Linked DNA regions of Sus scrofa: regions 2 and 3 are each linked to region 1. A link is a contact called in public HiChIP or PLAC-seq data. All regions are on one chromosome and are shown on one strand. The core of a region is the stretch at or near the end of the contact, and the rest is flanking DNA. Distances in the headings are between cores, read along the strand shown.

Region 1 (3,492 bases), core at 308-2,807:
ACTGGGAGAGAAGAACATTTCTCAACCGCAACAACGATGGAAAAAGAACTCCCAGAAGATCCTTGATTCAACTACTCAGATTAGGCAGCAGCCCCAAGACCCTTCTACTGAACTTCTTGAGGGGAGAGTGAGCCCAGATCCAGCCGGCCAAATTCTAGAAAATCTTCAAGAAATTGAAAAGCTGGCCGTTGGACGTGAAGGAGATTCTGATAAATCTCATGGACCAGCCAGTGAGATGCCAGAGCCCCTTCAAGCTTCTGAACTCTGGTACTGCCCCGATGGGAGCTTTGTCAAAAAGATCCTAATCCATGGCCACGGCTTGGACAAACCCAAGCTGGGCTCCCGCTGCCGGGTACAGGTTTTGGGATTTCCTTTGGGGTCAGGGCTGCCAGAGGGCTGGACAGAGCTAACTATGGGGTTAGGCCCATGGAGGGAGGAAACTTGGGGAGAGCTTGTAGAGAAGTGCTTGGAGTCCATGTGTCAAGGTGAGGAGGCAGAACTTCAGCTCCCTGGGCGCTCTGGACCTCCTGTCAGGCTCAAACTGGCCTCCTTCACTCAAGGCCGGGACTCCTGGGAGCTAGAGCCCACCGAAAAGGAGGCCCTGGCCAGGGAAGAACGTGCACGGGGCACAGAATTATTTAGAGCTGGGAACCCTGAAGGGGCTGCCCGATGCTATGGACGGGCTCTTCGGCTGCTGCTGACTTTACCTCCACCTGGCTCTCCAGAACGAACTGTCCTTCATGCCAATCTGGCTGCCTGTCAGTTGCTGCTAGGGCAGCCCCATTTGGCAGCCCAGAGCTGTGACCGGGTGCTGGAGCGGGAGCCTGGCCATTTAAAGGCCTTGTACCGAAGGGGGGTTGCCCAGGCTGCTCTTGGGAACCTGGACAAAGCAACTGCTGACCTCAAGAAAGTGCTGGCAGTAGACCCCAAAAATCGGGCAGCCCAGGAGGAGCTGGGAAAGGTGATCATTCAAGGGAAGAAACAAGATGCAGGACTGGCTCAGGGACTGCGCAAGATGTTTGGCTAATTAAAAGTTAAACCTTAAAAGAGACAGGAACCTGTGAATTGTGGTCTATGTTGTGAGTTTTGGGGGGAGGGGCCAGTGGGAGGATTTCACCCACATACTTTTACCAGCTTTTGCCTTCCTAGGGAAGGTAGCAGTGGTCTTAGTGTATGTACCTCTTTACCGTTTTACCATGAAAAAGCCTTATGGTCACGTGTGGTATATTTTGCGGGGCTTATCTATCTCCAAAGATGAACACAAGCTATCTAAACTTCTAAATTCAGTACTGTTTGGGGGAGACGGCGAACCTTCAAAACCCGGTACCTACGTTTCCTAGGCGCTTTCAGGCTGGGTCCGGCTTGGCGCACGCGCAAACTTCACTGCCTGGTATTGCGGAGGTGCTAGCCTCCGGGGCGCTCCTATTGGCCGGTCCTATACAGCCACCGCCTATATTGTCTCACGTGCTCAATACCCAGGTCTCTTACTGGTTGGGAGAGCTTCCGGGGCGTTCCCCCACTTTTGAGGAGCCAGCCGATTAGTTGATGATGGGAGAGGCGGGCCTTGGGAACTGTCTCGTGGTTGGGGGGTGGGGGGGAAAGATGGCGGAGCTGATGCTCCTCAGCGAGATTGCGGACCCGACGCGTTTTTTCACCGACAACTTGCTGAGCCCGGAGGACTGGGGTGTGCGGAGTGAGGCCTCGGGGAGGGGAGGGGGCTGTGGCATATTGTGCCCCTGAGGCACGCAGGAGGAAGCGGAGGCCCAAAGAGGAAGGCTGGACAGATACGGAATCCATCATTCTGAGGAAGGCGGAACAGGGGGGCTGGTGGTGCTTTCGGGGAGATGCGGGAGTTGGGGCAGACCTCCCCTCCCTGCGGAAATATGGAGTTGTTCCGGGGTCGGGGAAGGAGGGGCTGGAGTTCTCTGGCTGGATCACTTTTCAAGTGGGCGGGCGGTGGATCTGGCCGCGCAGAGGCAGTGAGCGACGGGGCGAGGGCTGTTGTGGGGTTCCGAAGGCTGCGCTAGCGGACGACTCCGCTGACCCTCCGCCCCTCTTGCAGACAGCACCTTGTACGCCGGCCTGGATGAAGTGGCCGAGGAGCCGACGCAGCTTTTCCGTTGCCCGGAGGAAGATGTCCCGGTATCGCTCCCCGGGCCTTGGCCTTGACTCTTACCCTTGGTGGGTGGAAGTGGTCTCAGAACTGGGGCTTATCCCCAGGCCAGAGCTCATCCGGAGCCATCCCTTCAGCCTCACACTCCTGCCATCTAATACCCTCTCCTGTTCAGTTTGGCAGCAGCTCCCTGGACTTGGGGATGGATGTCAGCCCTCCCGAACCCCCCTGGGACCCTCTGCCTATCTTCCCAGGTAAGATACCCTTTGTGATTCCCTCATCCTTTCAGAAACCGTTATCTTCCCATTGTTTCCCAGCAACTATGCAGTTCCTCGTTTTCTCACACGAGTGCCCGTGTACTCCCCCCTTTTGATCTCTTATGTGTGCTCCTTCCTCCTCACCCCAGTGAGGGGCTCTTACCCCATGTCCTTGGGTACTTTTCAAACTTTTGTCAGGCTCTGCTTCCCGGTTATTTTCTTACTCTTTTCCCCCCAGATCTTCAGGTGAAGTCTGAGCCATCCTCCCCCTGCTCTTCCTCCTCCCTCAGCTCTGAAGCATCACATCTTTCCACAGAGCCCTCCAGCCAGGTGAGAGAGTCTTGTCCCTCCTACTTTCTGTGGCAGGGACTCTCCTCCCATCCCTTCACCTATAGATGCTGGTGGAATGATTTGTGTGTTATGAGTCCCGGTTGGGGGGGGGGGCTTCTTTTGTGCATTTGCAATTTCTTTCATATCCTCATTTTCACATCACCACTCTGGTTGTCTAGAACTGAAGATGGAGTTTCTTTTTTTTTTTTTCTGTCTTTTGTCCTTTTTAGGGCCGCACCTGCAGCATATGGAGGTTCCCAGGCTAAGGGTCTAATTGGAACTGTAGCCGCCGGCCTACGTGAGAGCCACAGCAATGCCAGATCTGAGCGTGTCTGTGATCTACACCACAGCTCATGGCAACACCAGATCCTCAATCCACTGAGCGAGGCCGGGGATCGAACCTGCTACCTCATGGCTCCTAATCAGATTCGTTTCCACTGCGCCACAATGGGAACTCTGGAGTTTCTGATACACAGAAATAGGTGGCAGACATGGTGGGGCTGAGAAGAAAAGGATTGTTAACTCCTGAGTATTCTGGAACTGTTTTGCTTTTGCTTTTAGGGCTGCATGTGGGGCATATGGAAGTTCCCAGGCTAGAGGTTGAATCAGAGCTGCACCTGCCGGCCTACACCACAGCCACAGCAGCTCGGAATCTGAGCTGCATCTGTGACCTACACGGCAGCTTATGGCCACATCAGATCCTTAACCCACTGGGCAAGGCCAGGGATTGAACCCGCATCCTCATGGATACTAGTTGGGTTCATTACAACTGAGCCACAATAGGAACTCCTC
Region 2 (3,492 bases), core at 448-2,947, 390 kb after region 1:
TCCCTGTCCTAGGGAGTTCCCATCGTGGCTCAGTGGTTAGCAAATCCAACTAAGAACCATGAGGTTGCGGGTTCAATCCCTGGTCTCACTCAGTGGGTTAAGGATCCGGTGTTGCCGTGAGCTGTGGTGTAGGTCACAGACGCCGCTCGGATCTCCCGTTACTGTGGCTGTGGTGCAGGTCGGTGGCTATGGCTCTGATTGGACCCCTAGCCTGGGAACCTCCATATGCCGCGGGTGTGGCCCTAGAAAAGACAAAAAAAAAAAAAAAAAAAAAAAAAAGATCCTTGTTCTAGAATTGCCTGGTTAAGGATCTGGCACTGTTATAGTTGTGGCACTGGTTCAATATCTTTGGCCCAGGAACTCCTGTATGCTGTGGGACGCCTCCAGCCCTCCCCCTGCAAAAAGAGTTCCTGTCGTGGCTGAGCGGTAATGAACCTGACTAGTATCCTTGGATCCCCAGGTTGCTGTGGCTGGGGCATAGGCCAGCAGCTGCAGCTTTGATTCAACCCCCGCCTCCAAAAAAAAAAAAAAAAAAAAAAATCCTGTCCCCATTCCTGCTTCCCATCTCTAAGAGTCAGTTTTGGCCTCTCCTTAGGGGCAGCTGGCTTGCTGAGGAAGGTGGAGGCTGAACAGCTTGGGTTCTGAAGGCGCTCACAATCCCTTATGTTAACACACAGCTCTGCACGTTACAAAACATTTTAACGTGAGGTGTCTTAATTCTCCTAATAGCTACCAGAAACAGGTGCTACCGGTAGCACTGTGGTAATAAAAACATGGGTTGATGAGTCCAACATTACATTGCTGGAGGGTGGCAGGGTCAACCTGAGGCCCAGTCTTGCCTTCAGTATGAGTTAGTGAGAGAATTACTAAGGAGACTCTTTCTTAACGTGAAAGGGTTTTTACGGAAGACTGTAAAACAAGTATCTAGAAACTGAATATATACTATGCGAGAGAATGCCTGGCCAGATTATATGTGGAAAGGGACAAGGAGGTTAAGAACTCACTTCACAGAAGAATTCATTGCCACGGAGCCCACAGAACCAGGAAATCCAGGACACCTCCTCTGAGCTGCTCATCTTCACTTCAGCTAGAAAAAGAAGAGTGTCAGCCTAAGCTCTCCTCCCTGCCTCTGATATCCTCCCTCTTCCCACACTTTGCCCTCCAACCACAGAAGAATTTAGGGCCACCCTTTCTTAAAGGATCCTAGACTGGAGCAGTTCTCTCCAGCTCCTCCTATTCACACCTCAACCCCTTTTTTCAGAGACAGGAAATTCTCTGGGGTCCCAACACTTGTGTGTAACCGGCAGGTCTTGACCCATTAGTCCTATCCACATCCCTAACGCTCCCCAAGGCCAGGCCCCTCTCTCCTCTATGTCAACTCCAGCAGGGCCTGCGGCTCAGATTCCCTACCCCCGCAAGTCTCCGTTTGTCCCCGGCCCCATTCCCAAGGTTTCCGAAGTTTCTTTCCAGGCAAGAGCTAAGCTCCTCTTTTTCTCAAAGTCTGGGGATGGCAGTTAGGTCCCTTTCACGGGAGTCTCCTTATCCCGCCTCCATCCTTCAGACCACCCCCTCCTTCCTTCGGTCCCGGACCTGGTCACTTCCTTCCCCACCCCCACATCAAGGCACGGAGACCCCTTGTGCCGCGCCCAGGAACAGGGGACGCGGCGCGGCAACGACCTCAGACTCACCGGCTGGACGGGGACTGGGACCGGGGGGGCGGGGAGGGGAGGGGAGTTTCTGCTTCCAAGGAACCGCGGCGACGGCTACAACGCAGGCCGCGGATCCAACCGCGGCAGGCGAAGTGGGGCGGGGGGAGTGGAAACTGGGGAGGGTGGGGAAGAGGGCAACGCGCAAGCGCTTAAAATCGTGCGCCGCGGTGAACGCCGGGAGATGGAGTCCTCGGAAGCTAGAAACTGGCGCAACTGAGAAAGGGCGAACTACGAATCCCAGGACGACCCGCCCACGACCCTGGTGTCGCGAGGCCCCTGAGGGAAACGCTCCGGGGCGGGGCGTAGGGAGCCGCCACCGGAAGCGGAAACGCAGTACCGTGTTCTGGGCCAGGGAGCCTGGGAAATATAGTCGAGTGATCTTATCACCGTGGGGCTGAGAGGGGGCGGGGAAAGGAACAAGACAGGCTGGATCATTTACTGCCGCTCCCTCTCACACAACGAGCCTCAGGCGTGCGGCCCTGCTACCCAGACCATTGACCTCATCACCGACCAGCTGCCTGGCCCTTATCGCTTGTGGAGCCCCCCTGTCCGAGTCAGCCTGCCAAGGAGACCCTCAACGGGGCCCATATTTCACTCAAGGGTTTGATCTCCTGAGGTGGGAGGTGAGGCCGGGTTCCGCGCTGAGGGACCTGGGTAGGGTGTGCTGGCTGAGCTGAGAGGTGTGAGAATCGGGAAGGTCCCGTGCGCTAACCTGAGGTGGCGCCAGCCATTCTGTTGCTCGTCCCCTTGCACTTCTCCATTTCCTTTTAAGGCTTGAACAGGGCCTTCTGCTGCGGGTGCTAAGTGCGACCTTCCAACCCTGGTCAGATTAATGGTGAGGGGCTGCGTGACTATTTCATTTCACGGCTTCTGGGCATTCTCCGCCTCAGGGCCTTTCTTAACCCAGAGGGTGGTTTCCCAGGTCCAGAAAATGAGCTTGGAGCGGGGGCCACGTTGAGGGAGGCGAAGAGCATTGTGGGGGCGTTAGGTAAAAGCAGGACCCCAACCGACAGATATTTCTCGATCCTCGCGCTACCAGGGCACGTGGCGTTTTGCGCTTGTGTTATTGGAAAGATTCCAGGGCGGGAAATAGCCCGGAGCAGCGCGCCTGCGTGCTCCAGTATTGTTTTTGTTTGTCCCCCGCCCGCTCCCCATTCAGCTGCGCATGCGGCTTTGACTGTGGACGCCTTTGCTTAGAGTAGCGCCATTTTGCAGTACGGAAGCTGCAAAGCAACGAGTGGAACCTCCCCGCGAATCGGCTTCCTGCTTCCGGACAAATGTCAAGTCTGTTTTTGTTTAAGAATACCCCGAAATAGGATCCAGGAAGATTTAAAGAGCCAGGCTGATTGTTTTCCTTAATGGTATGTCCCGCGCAGTTGTAAAGTAGTTTCAGAGAAAGGCTGTTATTATTGATGGTGAGGATGGAGTGGGGGCAGAGCACAGGACTTCTGGGCAACTGTCTTACAGAGTCTACTTTGTTAACCTTTACTAAGGGGCATGGTCTGTTACCATAGGGTTTCCTATTTTTACACAATCCGTGGTCCTCGGGGTTCACTTTCCGCGTAGGAGGGTTTTTGTTTGTTTTTGTCTTTAGGGCTGCACCGGTGGCATATGGAGGCTCCCAGGCTAGAAATGGAATTGGAGCTACAGCTGCTGGCCTACACCACAGCCACAGCAACGCAGGATCCAGCCGTGTCTGCAACCTACACCACAGCTCACAGCAACGCCGGATCCTTAACCCACTGATCTGAGGCCAGGGATCGAATCTAATCAGGTTTGTTAA
Region 3 (3,492 bases), core at 626-3,125, 260 kb after region 1:
GGAGCTGGAGGGTTCTAGGGTGCCTCTAAGATGATTTTGTTCCCCTCCTCTTCAAACATGGTTATGATTCTTGAATTGACTGGACCTGCACCTAAGTTACCATCCCTTTTGGATTCTGACAGAGGAGTCGCAAATACCATCTTTGCACACTGCAACGTCCTGTTTCTGACCCTGGAATGAGAATCTTAGGAAAACTAGACCCATCACTGAACCATTTGAAGAATTTGAATGTGTGTTATTTATTTCCAGCTTTCCAAGTTTCTTCTTCCTGTGTGGATGGTTATTTGTCCCTCAGTAAATTTGTTCCTAAAGCAAATTACTTCTGGTATCTTTAGGCTGTGATTTGAGTGTCTCTTAGTAGGGAAAAGGAGAGTTTGTGCAGTGAGCACATGTCGTCTGTGAGCTAATTGTGAATGATTAAGCCGGCGTGGGCAAAGTCTTTGAATTTTCATAAGCTAATCATTTCAAGGGGAAATAACTTTTGATCATTAGTCACCTTTAGCCTCAGAATAGTTATTAGTAGAGTTACAATAGTTACTGCTTATATTCAGGGATAGACTGATTTAGGTGCTTAGGGTTCAGAGGTACAAACTTCTGCTTGATGTCCTGGTGTTACTTATCAGTGGGGTCTGTCACTCACAGGGTCCCTTATTACATCCTTTACATGCTGAAAATATTTCTACAACAAACTCCTAACAAATGGGTAGTGAGGTTTTTTGTTTTGTTTTGTTTTGTTTGTTTGTTTGTTTGTTTGTTTTGCTTTTTAGGGCTGCACCTGTGGCATATGAAAATTCCCAGGCTAGGGGTCCAAGCAGAGCTGTAGCTGCCAGCCTAGGCCACAGCCACAGCCACAAGGGATCTGAGCCACCCTCTGCATCCTACACCACAGCTCATGGCAATACCGGATCCCTGACTCAGAGTGAGGCATTGAACCTGCATCCTCATGGATAATAGGTTAATTTACACTGTGCCACAATGGGAACTCCCAGATGGATGCTTTTTTGCAAGATTAGAAACAGAGAATTTAGGAGTTCCCATCGTGGCACAGCAGAAACAAATCCGACTAGGAACCATAAGGTTGTGGGTTCAATCCTTGGCCTCGCTCAGTGGGTTGAGAATCCATTATTGCCATGAGATGAGTTGTAGTGTAGGTCGTAGACGCGGCTAGGATCCTGTGTTGCTGTGGCTCTGTCCTAGGCCGGCAGCTATAGCTCCATTGGACCCCTAGCCGGGGAACCTCCATATGCTGTGGGTGCGGCCCTAAAAAGACCAAAAAAGAAAAAGGAGAAAATGGAGAATTTATTTGGATCTCATTCCTTGAAAAAAAAATTTCACCTTTTGCGTCATCGCATACTGATAATGCTTTGGGGACATGAGTATAGAAATACATGTAACTGTGAATTTGTGTCCCTTTGTGTTTGAGAGGGCAATGTTTGGAAGTGAAATATCAGAATGGGTATTTCTATCCCTGAGTCAGTCGGTTTTGCTTTACTCAGCCCCTTACAGGAAAGCCCTAGGCAAAAGCGTAAAAGAAATGTGGACTGAGGTTGGGTTCTCAGGAGAAATAAGTTTATCGGGAACCTTTGACAAAATCGGATTTGTGTGCAGGTTCCTGATCTTGGGAACTCAAACATTTTTACTTTTATCAAAGTGTAAGAGACATAGAAAAGTGTACAAATCATCATGGGTTTTCACAAACGCCCAGTTTGCAATAGTAAGTGTCTTCAGGGTATGAGCAAATCATGCTGGAACCACACTATTTTTAAAAGGAAGAAAACTTGAAAGCCGGGGGAGCCGTCAGAGCCCGAGCCTGCGCAGTGGGAGCCGGCCGCTTGGGGAGGAAGTCGGAAGGCGGGAAGCCCCGCCCCTTCCCTGGCTTTCGCGTCCCCTCGGTCCTACCCCGCCCGCTCTGCTTGTAGCCGGAGCGCACGGTCCGCTCTCCTCCGTCACCCTGAGCTTTCCGCGGCGCTTCCCGCCGCCCCTGCGCAACCCCGCCCCGCCTCGCGCGCGGCCTTGTGCTCCGGTTCCCGCCCGGCCTCCGGACCGCGGTACCCGGCCCTCGCCTTCCCGGTCAGGCGGGCATCCCGCGGTGCAAGCACAATGGTAGGTACCGTGATGTCACAAGGGGGCGCCCTCGGGGAGCGCGACCGTTGGGATGGTTGGGGACGGAGACGGGGTCGCGGGGCGGCGGCGGGGCGGGGGGGCCCTCCGGGAGCTTTGTTCCTTTGGGCTGACGTTGGGCCCTGGGATTTTTCTCTCCCTCCTTACTTCCTGCAAATCAGGTTCGTTGGGGAGAGACCTCAAAACGAATGGGTCTTATTTGTTTGAGTCGGCGGGAACAGCAGGAGAGGGAAAAGCTAGACCTCAAGGAGCACTTCCCTGACAGACCAGGCCCCGAGAGGGTGCGGGTGTTACACTTGGTACCCTTCACTGGGTAGTGGGGGCAGGACGCCGGGAGAGGTGGTCCACTGAGAGCCGAGCCCGAGGCGTGCGGGCCAGAGCCTCTCTCCCGGGCTTTAGGTCAGGCGCTCGAGGTAGTAATCACCGGGGCTCCAGCCGTTTTTCCGAGTATTCTTTCCTCTTAAGTTTTGAGAACTGCCAGAGAGATGCGGCGGGGATCCCCAGGACCAGTATCTCATAATACTGGCCGGGGAACACGCCTCTGCCCAAGTCCCTTCCCATATGATGTTTTTTCCCCCTCTCGCCCAATAGCTCTTCTATTCCTTTTTCAAGTCCCTTGTGGGCAAGGATGTGGTCGTGGAACTCAAGAATGACCTGAGGTAGGTACCTGTTCCGACAAGTCTGTAGGGGGTGGATGTGCCCAGCCCTCCGGAACAACCTCTTTAATTTGACAAGTATTTGAGGGCTGGGCAAGATGGGAGAGAGACAAACGAAAGAAATGACTTGTGCCTTAAACTGACAGATTAGCTGCAGAGTTTTATCTTTATGGGAAGAAGATCCAAAGAAAAATGTAAGTACTAGAAAGAAGTCAGGGGGCAGAGGCATCAATCACTTTTTTTTAATAAAAGTTTTTTCTGATGAAATCACATGGTCCTTTGACCCAAATTCTAGAAATGTAAGTATTGACTCCAGAAGTAAAGATTTATGTACAAAAATTTTGGTAGTTTTTTTTTTGTTTGTTTGTTTTAATAGTCAAAAATTGGTGGAGGGGAGCCATTAATAGGGAATGGGTTATGGAGTACCCTTGTGGTGCAGCAGGTTGAGGATGTGGCGTTGTCATTGCTGTGGCACGGGTTCCATCCCTGGCCTGGGACTTTTCACATGCCACAGGCACAGCCAAAAAAATAAAATAAAATAGGGAATGGGGAGTTCCCGTCGTGGAGCAGTGGTTAACGAATCTGACTAAGAACCATGAGGTTGCGGGTTTGGTCCTTGCCCTTGCTCAGTGGGTTAACGATCCGGCGTTGCCGTGAGCTGTGGTGTAGGTTGCAGACGTGGCTCGGATCCCGAGTTGCTGTGGCTCTGGTGTAG

What was found. HiChIP or PLAC-seq counts read pairs in DNA pulled down with a chosen protein or histone mark.
Region 2: a contact with region 1 is called in an H3K27ac HiChIP or PLAC-seq map of alveolar macrophages. The contact joins the promoter of CSNK2B here to the promoter of ATF6B in region 1. A contact is called at or near these places in 2 of 5 promoter capture datasets (fetal liver and liver), 1 of 47 Hi-C or Micro-C datasets (heart right ventricle) and 1 of 2 datasets of contacts at active chromatin or transcription factors (alveolar macrophages).
Region 3: an H3K27ac HiChIP or PLAC-seq map of alveolar macrophages shows a contact between it and region 1. The contact joins the promoter of LSM2 here to the promoter of ATF6B in region 1. A contact is called at or near these places in 1 of 5 promoter capture datasets (fetal skeletal muscle) and 1 of 2 datasets of contacts at active chromatin or transcription factors (alveolar macrophages).

What each region holds. Positions count from the first base shown.
Region 1 is chr7:24,169,796-24,173,287 of Sscrofa11.1, reverse strand. ATF6B (activating transcription factor 6 beta) reads left to right here and starts at 1,557. Exons shown (of 18, transcript NM_001123103.1): 1 at 1,557-1,684; 2 at 2,063-2,142; 3 at 2,289-2,367; 4 at 2,609-2,700. The coding sequence starts at 1,603. It overlaps FKBPL (FK506 binding protein like), which reads left to right. Exons shown (of 1, transcript NM_001128485.1): 1 at 1-1,027. The coding sequence ends at 1,027.
Region 2 is chr7:23,779,399-23,782,890 of Sscrofa11.1, reverse strand. CSNK2B (casein kinase 2 beta) reads right to left here and starts at 1,697. Exons shown (of 7, transcript NM_001145377.2): 1 at 1,689-1,697; 2 at 1,005-1,087. The coding sequence starts at 1,076. It overlaps GPANK1 (G-patch domain and ankyrin repeats 1), which reads left to right and starts at 2,545. Exons shown (of 3, transcript NM_001145383.1): 1 at 2,545-3,070.
Region 3 is chr7:23,906,906-23,910,397 of Sscrofa11.1, reverse strand. It overlaps LSM2 (LSM2 homolog, U6 small nuclear RNA and mRNA degradation associated), which reads left to right and starts at 1,875. Exons shown (of 5, transcript NM_001123136.1): 1 at 1,875-2,103; 2 at 2,713-2,780. The coding sequence starts at 2,101. HSPA1L (heat shock 70kDa protein 1-like) reads left to right here. Exons shown (of 2, transcript NM_001123128.1): 2 at 1-438.